Regions from separate parts of the Mus musculus genome. Here region 1 is linked to region 2. The links are chromatin contacts, called in public promoter capture Hi-C maps. All regions are on one chromosome and are shown on one strand. Each heading gives the region's core, a stretch centred on a gene start, on an enhancer-like site or on the middle of the called end of the contact. The rest is flanking DNA. Distances are from core to core; before and after follow the strand shown. Region 1 holds the start of Dipk1b (divergent protein kinase domain 1B). Region 2 holds the start of Inpp5e (inositol polyphosphate-5-phosphatase E).

What was found. Promoter capture Hi-C pulls out the DNA fragments that hold promoters and counts their contacts.
Region 1: a contact with region 2 is called in a promoter capture Hi-C map of embryonic stem cells, with 4 times the contacts expected there. The contact joins the promoter of Dipk1b here to the promoter of Inpp5e in region 2. A contact is called at or near these places in 15 of 39 promoter capture datasets (the 3T3-L1 cell line, 3T3-L1-derived adipocytes, the C10 cell line and 11 more), 1 of 15 datasets of contacts at CTCF or cohesin (embryonic stem cells), 1 of 115 datasets of contacts at active chromatin or transcription factors (large pre-B cells) and 3 of 9 other capture datasets (adipose tissue, liver and pancreatic islet).

Annotation. Positions count from the first base shown.
Region 1 is chr2:26,625,617-26,632,134 of GRCm38.p6, forward strand. It overlaps Dipk1b (divergent protein kinase domain 1B), which reads left to right and starts at 2,841. Exons shown (of 5, transcript NM_019833.3): 1 at 2,841-3,083. The coding sequence starts at 3,021.
Region 2 is chr2:26,406,922-26,413,887 of GRCm38.p6, forward strand. It overlaps Inpp5e (inositol polyphosphate-5-phosphatase E), which reads right to left and starts at 2,298. Exons shown (of 10, transcript NM_033134.3): 1 at 846-2,298. The coding sequence starts at 1,666. It overlaps Sec16a (SEC16 homolog A, endoplasmic reticulum export factor), which reads right to left. Exons shown (of 30, transcript NM_153125.2): 29 at 5,915-5,992; 30 at 2,510-4,032. The coding sequence ends at 3,964.

The DNA of each region.
Region 1 (6,518 bases), core at 1,591-4,090, 220 kb after region 2:
GGTTTTATGGTTGGGAGACCTGACAGGCTTCACCCAATGGCCCGACTCTCTGTACAGTGAGTACTCCCCACCCACCCCAGATCTCATGTAGCCCAGACTACCTTTGAAATCCCTTTGTAGTTGAGGATGCCCTGAACTCTTGATCCTATGGCCTCTACGCCTGGAATACTGAGATTATAGGTGTGTATTCCCATGTTCATTTTCTATGCTGCTGGGGGTGGAATTCAGGCTTTATGCTAGGCTAGCACTCTACCTACTGAATGACCCCTCAGCTCTTGAGGGCCCATGACCTATCCTCTTAACTTTTTTGCCAGACACATACACTTGTGGCCCAGTGTAGTAGACAGGTCTGGAACCCCAGCAATTGGGAAAGTGGAGGCAGAATGATTAGGAGTTCAAGTTCATCTTTGGCCCCATAGGGAGTTTAAGACCAGTCTGAGCTATGTAAGATTATGTCTCAAAGACAACATAGAAAAAAAGGCGAACTTGCTATTGCATCCAAATCTACTTGATCACCACTTAAAAAACCAACTCTTAGGAGTCAAGAGTTTGTGAGCAGGAGAGAGTTTACCCAAGGACTAGTACCCCGAGACACTGGAGAGCAAAAGAGCCTGGAGAGGTGGCTCAGCAGTTAAGAGCACTTGTTCTTGTAGAGGTTCTAGGTTCAGTTCTTAGTACTCATGTGGCAACTCCAGTTCCAGGAGATCCCATGCTCTCTTCTGACCACTAGGGCACCAGGCACACACGTGGCACACACACTTGTCCTGTTCAGAGGACCTAGGGTCAATTTCCAGCACCCACATGGCAGCTCACAAGTGTCTGTAACTCCAGTTCCTGAGTGTGGCATACACACACACACACACACACACACACACACACACACACACACAAACACATACACATTGATGTGCATACAAATAAATAAATCTTTAAAAAAAACCTTAAAAACAAAAATAAAACAAAATCTTATAAAAAGTAAAGTGGAGAGAGTAAAAACCTGACAGACCTTTGGCTTCCACACACACACATATATGCATACACACACAAACATGTATACACACATGTGTTATAGACCTTACAGATGGCCATTGTACTCCCAGAAGACCAGACTGAAAAATAAAAATAATTACTCATTCCGCAAGTCCGTGACACCAAGCTTCATGTTTTCTCTTATGAAAAGATTTGATTATTTGTGTGTGTGTGTGTGTGTGTGTGTGTGTGTGTGTGTCGGGGAGGGGAGGGGAGTCATGCGTGGGGAATGGAGGTGCATCATGTGTGCACATGGAAGGCAGAGGTGGGTGCTGGGTGCTTTCTTCGATCACTGTCCACCTTTTCCTTTGAGGCAGGGTCTCTTCCTGAACCTCAGGCTGCTTTCTCAGCTAGGCTGTGAACCAGCAAGTCCTAGCAACCATCCTACAACGGCTCCACTCAACCTGTAACCTGGGTTACAGGTGTGCGCAGGATGCTCGATCTGCTACATGGATGCTGAAATTTGAATTTCAATCTTTATGTTTTCACAATAAGTGCTTTCAGCTGCTGAGTCATTTTTTTCAGCCTTCCCGTCACCACACTTAAACTACATTGTTTATCTGACCTGCAAAATCAAGATTGAAGACATAATAAAATAGTCAAACTGCTTAAGCAGCTCGTTTATAATTGGTGCGATAATGAAACAATCCCATGTTTCCCTTCTTTTTTCTCCTTCCTTCTTTTCTCCCTCCCTCCTTCCCTCCCTCTCTCCTTTCTTTCCTTTCTTCTTTCCTCTCTTCCTCCCTCCTTCCATCCCTTTCTTCCAGCCTCTCTCCCTTCCTTCCTTCTTTCCTTCCTTGAGGCAGGGTCTCCCTTTGGGCTTCTGGCTAGTCTGGAATTTGAAACATAGGCCAGGCTGGTCTTTCTGCTTCTGCTTCTTGGTTTCTGGGACACAGACTTGATGCTATTTTCCATTTGTTTTGTGACCTGCTCCTGGCTCTAGTTCTCTTCAGCCTTTCTAGCTTATAAATCCAAACCCTTCAGCTGGGCTCATGGGACTCTCGCTCCACTTTTATGAAGAGAAGGTTGGCCTGGTTCACTAATTGCGAAGCAATTAACATCCTTAAACTAAAGCTGTCTTTTATCATTTTGCAAGGCATATATATATGGACAGCACTGGGGCACAGGGGAAGGCGTATTCCCTGGGAATGCATATGACATCGCTATAGAACCCCTAAGAAAGGTGTGGGTGAGGATTGAGGGCAGCTGATGCGCATGGTGGACGGTGCATTCTGGCCATTGTCTGCTAAGTTCAATAAGCCTCTAACTAAGGTCAGCTGCTGCTTTCCTAATCACCCTAAATGGGAGTCACAGGAGAGGGGCGTGTCTGTCCATGGGCAGAAATCAGAAGAAACTGGTTCTCAGGAGTAGTTGCTGACCGCGTGGGCTGTGGGTCCTTCCCTATGCCCCGGTGCAACAAGGGCTGAAGACTCTCGGTGCCAGAGGTGGTGGCCTCAGGACTGACTAGCCTCACCTGCATACTGGGGAGGGATGGGGGCAGATCCATCAACGTCTTTTACCCTTGAAAAGGTGGAAGAAATGCGCAAGCGCAGGCGGGGACCTTACAGGTCCTCAGCGCCAGCCTGCCCCGGTGTTTCATGCTCACACAGGGTTGCCGTAGCGGGTCCCGGAGCTCTCGGGAGGTTGGGGGTGGGGGGGTGGGGGGTGGCGTAGGTCCCCAGCGGGAGAGCTAGACTAGCCGCGGGGCCGCGCGCCAGTCCTCCCACGCGCGTGCACGCCCCTTCCGTTTGTCTCCACACGCGCGCGCACGCCCCTCTGTCCATCTTCCCGCGCGTGCACGCCCCTCCTCCAGGCCGTCTCCCCGCGCGTGCGTCGCGGTCCTTGCTCAGAAAGGCACGCGCCTTGCCTTTAACGCGAGCCGAGGACGAGCGGCCCGCATGGAGAGCGAGCGGCGGCCGCTGCGGGCCTGGCCGGGCTGGGGCTGAGGCCGAGCCAGCCGCGGGGTTCCGCAGCCGGGGCCGGAGCCCATCATGCGGCGGCTGCGGCGCTTGGTGCACCTAGTGCTCCTCTGCCCCTTCTCCAAGGGCCTGCAGGTAAGCCGCAGCCGGCCAGGTGCTACCACACGGGGAGGGGCAGGGCGTGGGATGGCGAGGGTCGATGGGTGCACGCGGGTGCACCGGAGTCCTTTCTAACCTTCGCAACTTAAAAAAAAAATTCTGGAATAGCAAACTTGGCCAGCCCCTGGCCAGTTCTTGAGACAGCTGGAAACAGGGGCTGTGGTGACCTTGGGCCAGTGGAGGGCCAGCTCCTGTCTGCAGAAGAGGCCCCTCCCCTCATGCTTTGAGGTGATGGAGTCAGGCCTCTGGGCTCCAGCCGCTGGTTGCCACGGTCCTTAGAGCCTACAGGAAGGAGCCAGCCCTCACCAGTCTAGCCAAGGTCTCTCTGAAGGGCCGTCCTGAGGATGCTGGAGGATGCCTTTGTCCTGGGGCCTGGCCTCCCTTAGACTGTTTTACATAAAGGATGAGGACTGAAGCCTGTTGGATGCAGAGCTCTTCCAGGCCCAGATGCCCTTGTCTGCCCTCTTCCAGAGGCAGTAGCTTGTGCTGTGATCCATGCTCAGGCCTAGGTTGGGTTCGTGACCTGAGGTGTATGGGGGACCCTTCTTGTGCCAGGAGATGGGGTGTACCCATACCCCTAGCCCTGAAGCTAGGCCCTGACTCAGCAATGTGTGGACCCAGGAGTGGCAGGAGAGGGGTTTGGGCCAGTTCCCAGTGGGGCTGGTTCAGAGAGAGCCACTGGCTGAGCCCTTCCTGCCCCAAGCCTCAGTTTCCTGCGTGGGAAACACTAGGGCACCTGCCACCTGGCCCGGGTTTCCTGGGCAGGGAGTTTGCTGTGCAGTTACTATCCCTGTAATGACCTTCCCACCTTCCATGTGACTTTTCTGGAGCTGGACTGTTCAGCCTCGAAAATTATGGGCCCAGGGCTTGCCAACTTGTTCCCCACTGAGTGGCAGAAATCTGTGCGAGCTTTTGAGTACCACTGTGGTGAGTCCCGCCCCGGGGTGAGCAAAGACTCAGGGATCCTGGAGAAGAGCTGCGTCAGACAGAGGCCAGGTAAACCATCAAAGCTTAGCCAAGGTAGTCTAGGGGAGCCACCTGTGCCAAGGTGGCTTGGGAGGGCCTGCCTGGAGTGGTCTCTGACCTGCAGGTTTCTAGCGGCTTCTAGTTCTACATCACTTGGGCCAGCCTGGGCCAGCCGCTGTCCTGGCCCTGGCCCTGGCCCTTTGCTCTAGGTGTGGCTGAGTCCTTTGATCTGGCCTCACAGCCAGTGTCCCTGCAATTTCTCAGTCTTCCTGTTTTAATTTTGGACAAATCTGAAAGAAACAGCTGAGTGCCAGAGCCATGAGTGTCCCAGGAGAAGTCCCCAGAGCCATGCCCCGGAATAGGGACCATCTCCTAGAACTTTCTGGAAGAATGTTCTAGAAGAAGGGCTAAGCATCATTCCTGTGGTAGAGGTTCCTTATGTTCTGGCTCGGAGGCAACTAGGGTAAACTTGAGCTCAGCATGACTCCCAAATCCAAAAGTGGGGTGCTAGCTGGTTTCATTCTCAGACTTTCTGGCCGCGGGTAGACAGGAGGCCACAGGAAATTCTTGACATCAGTAGAGTCCCCCCTGTAGGGTTGCCGTGTTGGTTATTCAGGCCACTTAAGAGGCCGGGAAAGCTTTTCCTGTGATGGACTTCCTTTGTAAACTTTGTAAACCCTCAAGGTAGGAAAGTGGCCAGGTGCCTGCCTAAGGAGTCCTCCCTGTCATAACTGATTTCAGCCTCTGTCACAAAGGTCATGTTCATCCCCTCAACAGGACCCTCCCTATATTATGGTAATTTTAGGTGAAAAGTGTGAACAAAAACTTGCAATGCCAGAACAAGAAAGCTCACCAATTAACCCCTGAGCTCCCAAGCTCAGGCCCTGAAATCCCACCACTCCTCACCCTGGAAATCTTCATTCTAGAAAGCTTCCTGCCCCCTCCAAGAACCACTATATAAGATAAGCATTATGCTTTGTCCAATTCCCGGCTATCTGCTCTCTCCCGGGAGCATGGCAGCCACTCCTGGATTTGTCCCTCTTCTCCCTGGACTCTCCAATAAATCTTTTCTTTTATAAGATTTACTGCCTGGTGTGGGCTCTCTCATTGGAAGACGACAAGAAGCAATAAAGAGAGGAGAGGAAGAGAAGGAGTGGGGCTGAGGCCCTGGGGATCGGCTCCCTTGGGAGCCACGGTGCCTCTGCTGCGGAGGCTTCCTCTCAGAGCTGTGTGCTTTCTGGGCTTCTGAGTCCCAGAACACCCTCCCACCTGAGCAGAAAGGCCAGCATGCTGCCGTACAGGTCTGGCCTTCCCCGTCCCTGCTGCCTGTTCTCTATGGCTGATGCCTCCTTGCCCTTACCTTGAGCTTGGGACGTCTAGCCCCATGTGGGACGGGCTCTTTGGAAGTCCAGTCTGTTCCCTGCAGGGACTGCCATTTTCCAGGCTGGGCAGTGGGGAGGGAGGTGGCATCTAGCTGTCTCTGACTGTCAATTTTGGACACTGCTTGGAGTACTTAGTGGAGGCCAGTGTCCTTAGCACCTAGACCAGAACTTTTCCTACTGCCAGCGCTCTTCTTTGCTGTCAGCCGGGAAAATTGAGGCAGGGGGGTGAGGATGGCAGGGTGACCCAAGTGGTAAGATTATAGAAAGGTGTCCACCACACACTCAGCTTGTTTGTTTGAGACAGGGTTTTTCTGTGTAGCCTTGGTTGTCCTGGAACTCACTCTGTAGACCAGGCTGGCCTCGAACTCAAAAAGAGTTGCACCTTCTTCTGCCTCCTGAGTGCTGGGATTAAAGGTGTGGGCCACCACTGCTGGCTTTTGGTTGTTTGTTTTTGTTTTTGTTTTTGTTTTTGTTTTTTGAGACAGGGTTTCTCTGTATAGCCCTGGCTGTCCTGGAACTCACTTTGTAGACCAGGCTGGCTTCGAACTCAGAAGTCCACCTGCCTCTGCCTCCTGAGTGCTGGGATTAAAGGCGTGTGCCATCACGCCCGGCTGTTTTGTTTTTTTGAGGCAGGGTTTCTCTGTGTAGCCCTGCCTGTCCTGGAACTCACTCTGTAGACCAGGCCAGCCTTGAACTTACAGAGATCCTCCTGTCTTTGCCTCCCAAGTACTGGAATCTAAAGGTGTGGGACACCACCACCTGGCACACACAGTTGTGGCCAAATGCACAGCCTGAAATATCCTGTCCTGTCCCTCTCTACTTGTGCATTTGGTGAATTGTGCATTGACAGTGCTGCGGAGCCACTGGCGTGGCCCATCCACAGAAAGCTCACCTTCCCACACTGACTGTTCCCGCAGCCTACGCTGCTCCCGACACTTAACTTCTGTTTGGCTCGATGCGTGTGAGGACTTTGGGGACTTTGTCTGATTGAGTCTCACAGGAGGTATCCTTCTGTGACATCCATGCCGGTGGTGGCAGGTGCCAGATGACTTCCTGCCGAGGC
Region 2 (6,966 bases), core at 1,048-3,547:
TCCTTGGCCCTGCAAGTGGCCCCTGGCGTCTTGGTCCAGTGGGTTAACTGGTGTCTAAATGTCCTGGTAAAATGCTGACCTATGGCCCCAGCATGATGGGACAGCACCCAGCCCTCCCTCAGGTATCAATAATCACCAGACATCCCTGAGTGCTCCTCATGAGCAGTGGTTAAAAACAAGTACAGGCCTACCTCGAACTGGTCTACAGAGTTCCAGGACAGCCAAAGCTACACAGAGAAACCCTGTCTCGAAAAACCAACCAACCAACAAACAAACAACAAAAAACAAGTACAGCTGAAGAAACCTGTGATCCTCCACGCTAAGAAACCAAGGGACCAACTCAGACACTCACTGAGATAGCTGCCCGGCAGGACACATGGAGATACAAACTACGTGTACAGTGAGAGTGTGAGGGTGTGCTCTCATTTGCCTCCGTAAAGAATGAGGTAGACAAGCAACTTCTACACGTTCAAAGTGTCTGTGGATGACACTGAGCCCCAAAGAAAAGGTTCTGGAAGGACATAGACAGAAGGAGAAAGGCATGATTTCTGAGAGAGGATGGGTGATCTGTCTTATTTTCCATTTCCAAGTCTTAGGCATTCTCTATTCGGATCCATTCACATAGCCCCTGGGTAGCTAGTTCTTTTATATCTATTTATGTAGATGGTGGCTCACGATAGCCCAGACTGGCCTTGAACTTGTGATGATCCAACCTCAAGTCTTTTAAGATCTGGGATTACTAGCAAGAGCCACCATGCCTGGCTCAGTTTGCTCTTGGCCTGATGAGATGAGGGCCTCTGATGACAGCCCCAGAGCTCCCTCCCCCTCCCCCCTGAAAGCCCTACCTGCTTCTGATGTCCTTGGTGCGGATGGGGGCCAGAAGGCTGAAAGATCTGGCTGAGTGAATGGAGTGATCGTCACCAGCCAAGGGGCTCCGGGGTCTGCTAGGGCCCAGGTTGCTGTGGGCCCTGACCAGTCTGGTCTGCATGCGGAGCTTGTAGTCCGTGTGCTCGGGGTCAACCTTGTTTGCTGTTCTCAGGGAGCTGGAGGCTATGCTGAGGTCCATAGCTGGTGGTGTGTGTGAGGCATGCAAACTTGCCAACCTGGAGGGGGGCCCACCTGAGGCAGCATCTCTGTGCAGGAGGTCCAAGGAGGTGCTGATCATTCCAGAAAGACAGTCACTCCACAAGGATGGGCTCCCTCCCTCACTGCCTGTGGCCCTTCGGGACTTAGGTATCTCCTGCAAGGATGTGCTGAGGCAGGGCAGGGGACGGCTGTAGGCAGGGGACTGGGCTACTGAGTCTTGCAAGGAGCCCCTGCAGGGACTGGCCCCATTCTGGACAGTCAGATCCTCCTGACTACCCCGGAAACGCCTCCTTCTCCAGCCCTTGTCATCGAGGGACAGGGTTCGCTCCAACTTGGGTCTAATGGGTGGCTGTGGGGTGATGAGATTTGCCTTAGTTTGTGGGTTCTGGTTGCTTGTTTTTGCTGGAATGCTGAAAGGAGGCATGGGGTTTGTCTCTGAACCCTGAGAGTCAGAGGCTGGTAAGAAGCCTGGTGTTGGGATGAGCTTCTTTTCCGTGTTCGGAGGCTGTCCCTGGAGCATTCTGCCTTCTAGCTGCCCAGGTGCCTCAGTGTGACGCAGGCAAGCTGACTTGGATGGCATAGTCCAGACCTGGCCAGCCCTGACCCCCTCAGCCTGGCCCTCCTAAGGAAAGGGATCCTCCCTGGGAGGTTAACAAGCAACTCTTGTTGTCAAGGATGCACGTCAGAGTTCGCCAGCTCGATGCCATGAAAACTCGAGTGGCTCCCTTTGTGGCATGGGGCGGTCCTTTTGGAGGAGGGCCTGTAGCTGCATGGCTGGAGACTTGAGAGTTCTCACCGATGCCTGAGGAAACGCAGAAAAATCTCTTGGCTCCCCGAAGTCAGCTCGCTAGTCTTAAAAGCGACTTCGTGAGAACAGGCGCCAGGGGGTCGGGGCTGCACTTCACGGAGCTGCACAAGTCTGTCCAGCACCCCCGGCCAGCCCTCCACCCCGCCGAGGCAGAGTAGGGCAGCGCGCTCAGCGTCCTAGGCTCACCTGCGCCCTCCGTTCGGCAGCAGACCCGCCGCCGGACGCCCGAGGTCTGATTCAGCCGGGCCCAGCGCTGGCGGAGGCGGACCTAGGCCAGTCACGGTGGCAGCTGGAACAACGACTGCGGCCCCGTGCCTCGGCCCCCGCCCCCGCCCAGGGTTCGCCCCAGCTCAGTCTAGTGGTCACCCTGGCTCAGGTTCCGTTCTGTAGTCTTCCGGAGAACTGCCCGGCCCAAGACCCTATCGCCGCCACAGCGCCCTCTCGCGGCCGGAGGACCACAGCCCGGTGCCTGGAAGCCACGCCCGACACGAGCTCCCGCCCTGCCAAGCCGCGGCAGGACCAGGCACAGGCAGTCACACCCAATAGCTGCCCAAGGCTCTACCAACACTAAAGATCTCGCTGGTCTGCCCCTCAAAACACAAAGGAAGCCATAAATTAAGTTACTTGAGAGCCCAAAATATTTTATTTAACAATGTGAATTTTGGAAAAATAGCAGCTCCCAGGGAGGAAGCTTCTTGAATCCAAAGTGGTTGGCAGTCAACACAGAGCCTGGGCAGGGTTGAACCAGAGGCAAGGGTCCTGCCTGGTCCCAGCAAGGACACAAGTTGCTACTGACCCACAGGGACAGGCCTTTCTTAATGACAGGAACAGGAGGGTCCAAGTACACTCATCTATGGAACGTCCTGGAAGCCATTCTGTGAGTCTTTCCTAGATGATGCAAGGAACCAGAAAACCGGGAAGGGCTGTACTAATTCCATGTTCTACAATTTCTAAATTTAATACCAAACAAACCATTTATGTTTTCTACCTGCTGATTTTTAAATATTTAACTCTCTTTCCCTTCCTCTTTAGAGTGTAAGGATAGTTTTAGGAACAGTCAGTGAAGCCTTAAAGCTTTGACTCTTATGTGGTGGCAGCTCCTTGAAGTGATATGGGTGAGCCAGTGAGTCGCTGCTGAAGGTCCCTGGTGGGCTTTGGGGTAGAGATGCAAGGTTCCAGAGTGTGCGCTAGGACACCGTAAGCCACTCCAAGATACCACCAAGGCTTTAAGTGCTGTCTGCAGGTGACATTGAGTCAGCTAGAGGGCTCCATACAGACTCCTGGCTAGGAGGGCAGTACGTTGCAGCACACAGCCAGTTTTTGACCTGGTTAATCAGATCAGCAGCTTCAGAATATCAGCTCCCTGGGGCTCTCCCCAGTGACTGAGCCATGACGGAAAGCTCGGAGCAAAAAAAAAACGCACCCAGCACTAATGAGGCCACAGAAAATGGAGTGAGGCTGGAAATGTTGGAGAGACATGCCCTTGTAACCACTTCCTCCCCAGCCTGGGAGCCGCTGCCATCTGGTGACCCTTTGAGGAGCTGGCATGTACTCCCCAGTTCACAGGACAAGGCACAGTTGCCCAGTGCAGTTTGAGGCTCCTCTTAGGCCAGACATCCCAGCAGTCAGTCCTCTCCAGGTAAGCAGACAGCCTTCTCAGTAGCCTAAGGATCCCTGGTTGGTTTGCACCATTTCTCAGGTGAGAAAGGCCTTGGTGTCCAAGTAACTGTGCTCTCCTGTAGTGAATCCCTGCCTAGCCTCTCTGCGGGGATATTCTCAAGTGGCTCAAACCTTAATTTGTCTAAAGTGACTAAAAAAGAAACATTGTTCTTTTACATAAAAGACTTTGAATTAGATTCATTCTATCCAGCATTTGAAAGGAACCTTGAAATCAATTTTTCAATCATTCATATACATAGGCTGCAAGGAAGGAGACACACAGTATGACCGGCTCTGAGTTACTGCCATGTCCATCTGGGATCCACGAGACCTGAGGCAGCTAGTTGGTTCTTGGTGAAGAACAGTTATCTAATCATCTCAGGGTTCCAAATAAGAATCCAGCAGCAATCCTAGTTCAATGCCGCATATTTTCTTTGGCCAATCCTCCCTGGCCTTGAATTTCCCGAGGTGACAGAAGCCTAGAACAAAAGGAACAGCAATGACCTACATGTGTCCATGCCCAGAGGCTGTCCAGCGATGGAGCTACAGGATAACCCCACAGATCAATAACAAATGGGCAGACTCTGTGTTAGCTTCAAGTGTAAGCAAGACCTTCTGTATGTGCCAAGTTCCTGCTGCTCAGCATTTCCTAGCCCACAGCACTGCAGACATGATTTGTTTTTGTTCTGCCAATTCTGTCAAGGTCAAAAGAGCTGAGTTAGCACTACAGAGCGGGGGGGGGGGGGGGGGAGGGGGGGGCAGCTAAGGGTTCACTGAGTGCAAGGGTGGCCAGTGGCCTATAATTTTCTACTCCTGAAAGCACAAGGACGCTGCATGCCACGAGAGAACACTGCATATATTCTTCCTCCCTCACTAGACCTTACTGGGATCTAATCCAAGAAATCTGTCAGAACTATTCAACCACAAGCTCAAAAGAAAAATGAGATCTTGGAGTTGAAAATATGGACAAAAATGTTGATATCAGCAGCCTCATCTGCACAGGGCTTAGCACAGGGCCCAGGCCCCTCAAGAGGACTAAACAGAGAGTGGCCAAGGCTGGGTCTAGCACAGCTGCGGGCAGGGTCCCTGTTAGAGTGGGCTGAGAACATCACATTCAGAATGTCAAGATACCTGCCCAGGTAACTCATTTTGAGCTCTTCCTGGTTGCAAAGATTTATTTACTTCTCAATAGACTTTGTATGACATATATGAAAAACAAAACAAAAAAAATGACTCCTCCTCCAGATCACCTGGGTTCAATTCCCAGCACCCACATAATGACTCATAACCATCTGTAACTCCAGTTTCAGGGGACTTGATGTCTTCTTCTGGTCTCTGTAGACACTAGGTATGCAAATAGTAGACAGCCATATATGCAGCAAAATACCCATACACATAAAATAAAAATTTAAATAAACTTTGCTTGCTTGCCCTTTGATTAAAAACAAAACCAAACACAACAACAAAAACCCCACACATGCTGCTTTCCCCAGGACTGCATCTCATTTTTTAGAGTACTTGTGCAGCATGTTTAAGTACCTGGTTTAAGTCCCTTGTCCCCCAAAATAAAGATGCTTGCCTAGAGCTCGTCCCCTCCACAGAAGCCAGACTATACTTCTTCAAAAGATGGTGGAGGAGAGAAACTATATAGCACATTCCAGACTCTCCTAGGCGAAGAACACAAGAGCCATGACTGAGGGAAGGGGTGTACAGATCCTCAAGGAAGATGCTATTCCAGCCTTCAGAGACAGAGAATGAAGACCCGGACTCTCTTACAGTGAGCACCAGAAAATGGTACTACCATTTTTGATCTAAAAACTGCACCCAGCAAACTCTCAACCCAGCACCTAGGGCAGACCCAAAGGATCTTCAAGAGTCAAGCAATTAAACAATGTGTCACTCAGACAGAGGAATTGAAGCAATGAAAAATCCCAAACCAGGGGTCTCCTTGGAAGAGCTGCTCTTAAGGAGAAGAGGGGGAGGCAGGAGGGAGAGGACTGGGCTTAGAGCCTGTGATCTATGGCTAACCTGGGAAAACCATGCATCCTGTGCAGGAATGGGAGGTTGGCAATAGTGAGAGCCAACCCTCAGCCATGGCAAGTAACAAAAAGAACAATCCCTGACCCTGAAGAGCCCAGAGTAGTGAGAGGAGCAGCAGGCAAGCATAGGATGCAGACTAAGTCAAGTAAGAGACCTACAGAGTGAGTTCTAGGACAGCCAGGGCTACACAGAGAAACCCTGTCTTTAAAAAAAACAAGTAACAAAACAAACCCCCCCAAAAGTACAGCCAGCCAGGGAACAAAGGAGACTCACTGAGCAGAAAAGTTGGGGCTGTGGGGAACAAAGGCAAGGGTCACTCACCTGCACCAACTGAGCAGGGTTGTAAAAGGGCACAGACCCACCATGAGGGGCCCCTGTAGGACAATGGTCTCCAGGAGCCTGTGAAGCACAGAGATGGACCTCAGCAAGTCAGTGTAACACAGCAGTTGCTGTCCCAGCAGCAGACACAAGCCATAACTCAGAAAGAACCATTAACGCTCCAAATAGGCTCCAGAGAGACAGTTCTGGTAACACTTGTTTTCATTACTGGATGGGTCATGGGACAGCCAAAGTCAAAGCACCATGCAGAAAATCATTTGAACAACATGCAGACAGTGAGTGCAGGACACTGACATTTCATTAGTGCTGGTCAAACAGTTAGGCGGCCTGGACAGTGTGCCTGCTCTACAGCCATGGACAGTCAAATGTCCCCTCAGACTTTCCACTGAAAGCTACTGACATGGCCTGGCTCCAAAACAGAGGATGAAAAGCGTTCCTTGTCTCCTCTAGTTTGGCCACACGATGGCTTATCATGTCCACATTTCTACTGGCTACAAACAGACTTCCTCAAGCCTCATCAGCAAGAAGAAATCTTTCTTTCCAAGTAGTGTCTTAACTCAGGAGATCATGGTAGGGAAGGGGTCAGGCCACTTCACAAGGAGCAGAGTTAGGAAGCTCCCTGAGCACTCTGAACCCTGTGAGGCAAGTCCACCACCAGCGTATCTAGACCCAGGCCATCTAATAAAGGAAAACTGCATCTTTGCCCACATGATGCTTGGTTAAGACAAGGGGTTAGTGACAAAGTAAAGAGGATGACAGACTCTCTAAGGGACATATGGGAGCTACATAGCCAGCCCCGTGGAGGGAGCCACCAGCCACAGGTACCTGATGGAAATGCCGGCTCACTTCCTGTGAGAGCGAGCTCAGAGAGCTACAACGCGAGAGCTATGGAACAGCAAGAACACACAAGATACAGACATGAAGATCAGCATGCTCCATTGCTCCAAGCTGTCAGCTGGTTTTAAAAGCTTTATGATGCCATTAGAATCAATATCACTCAAATGAAGACAGCCAGAGGTAGCATCAAATGCCCC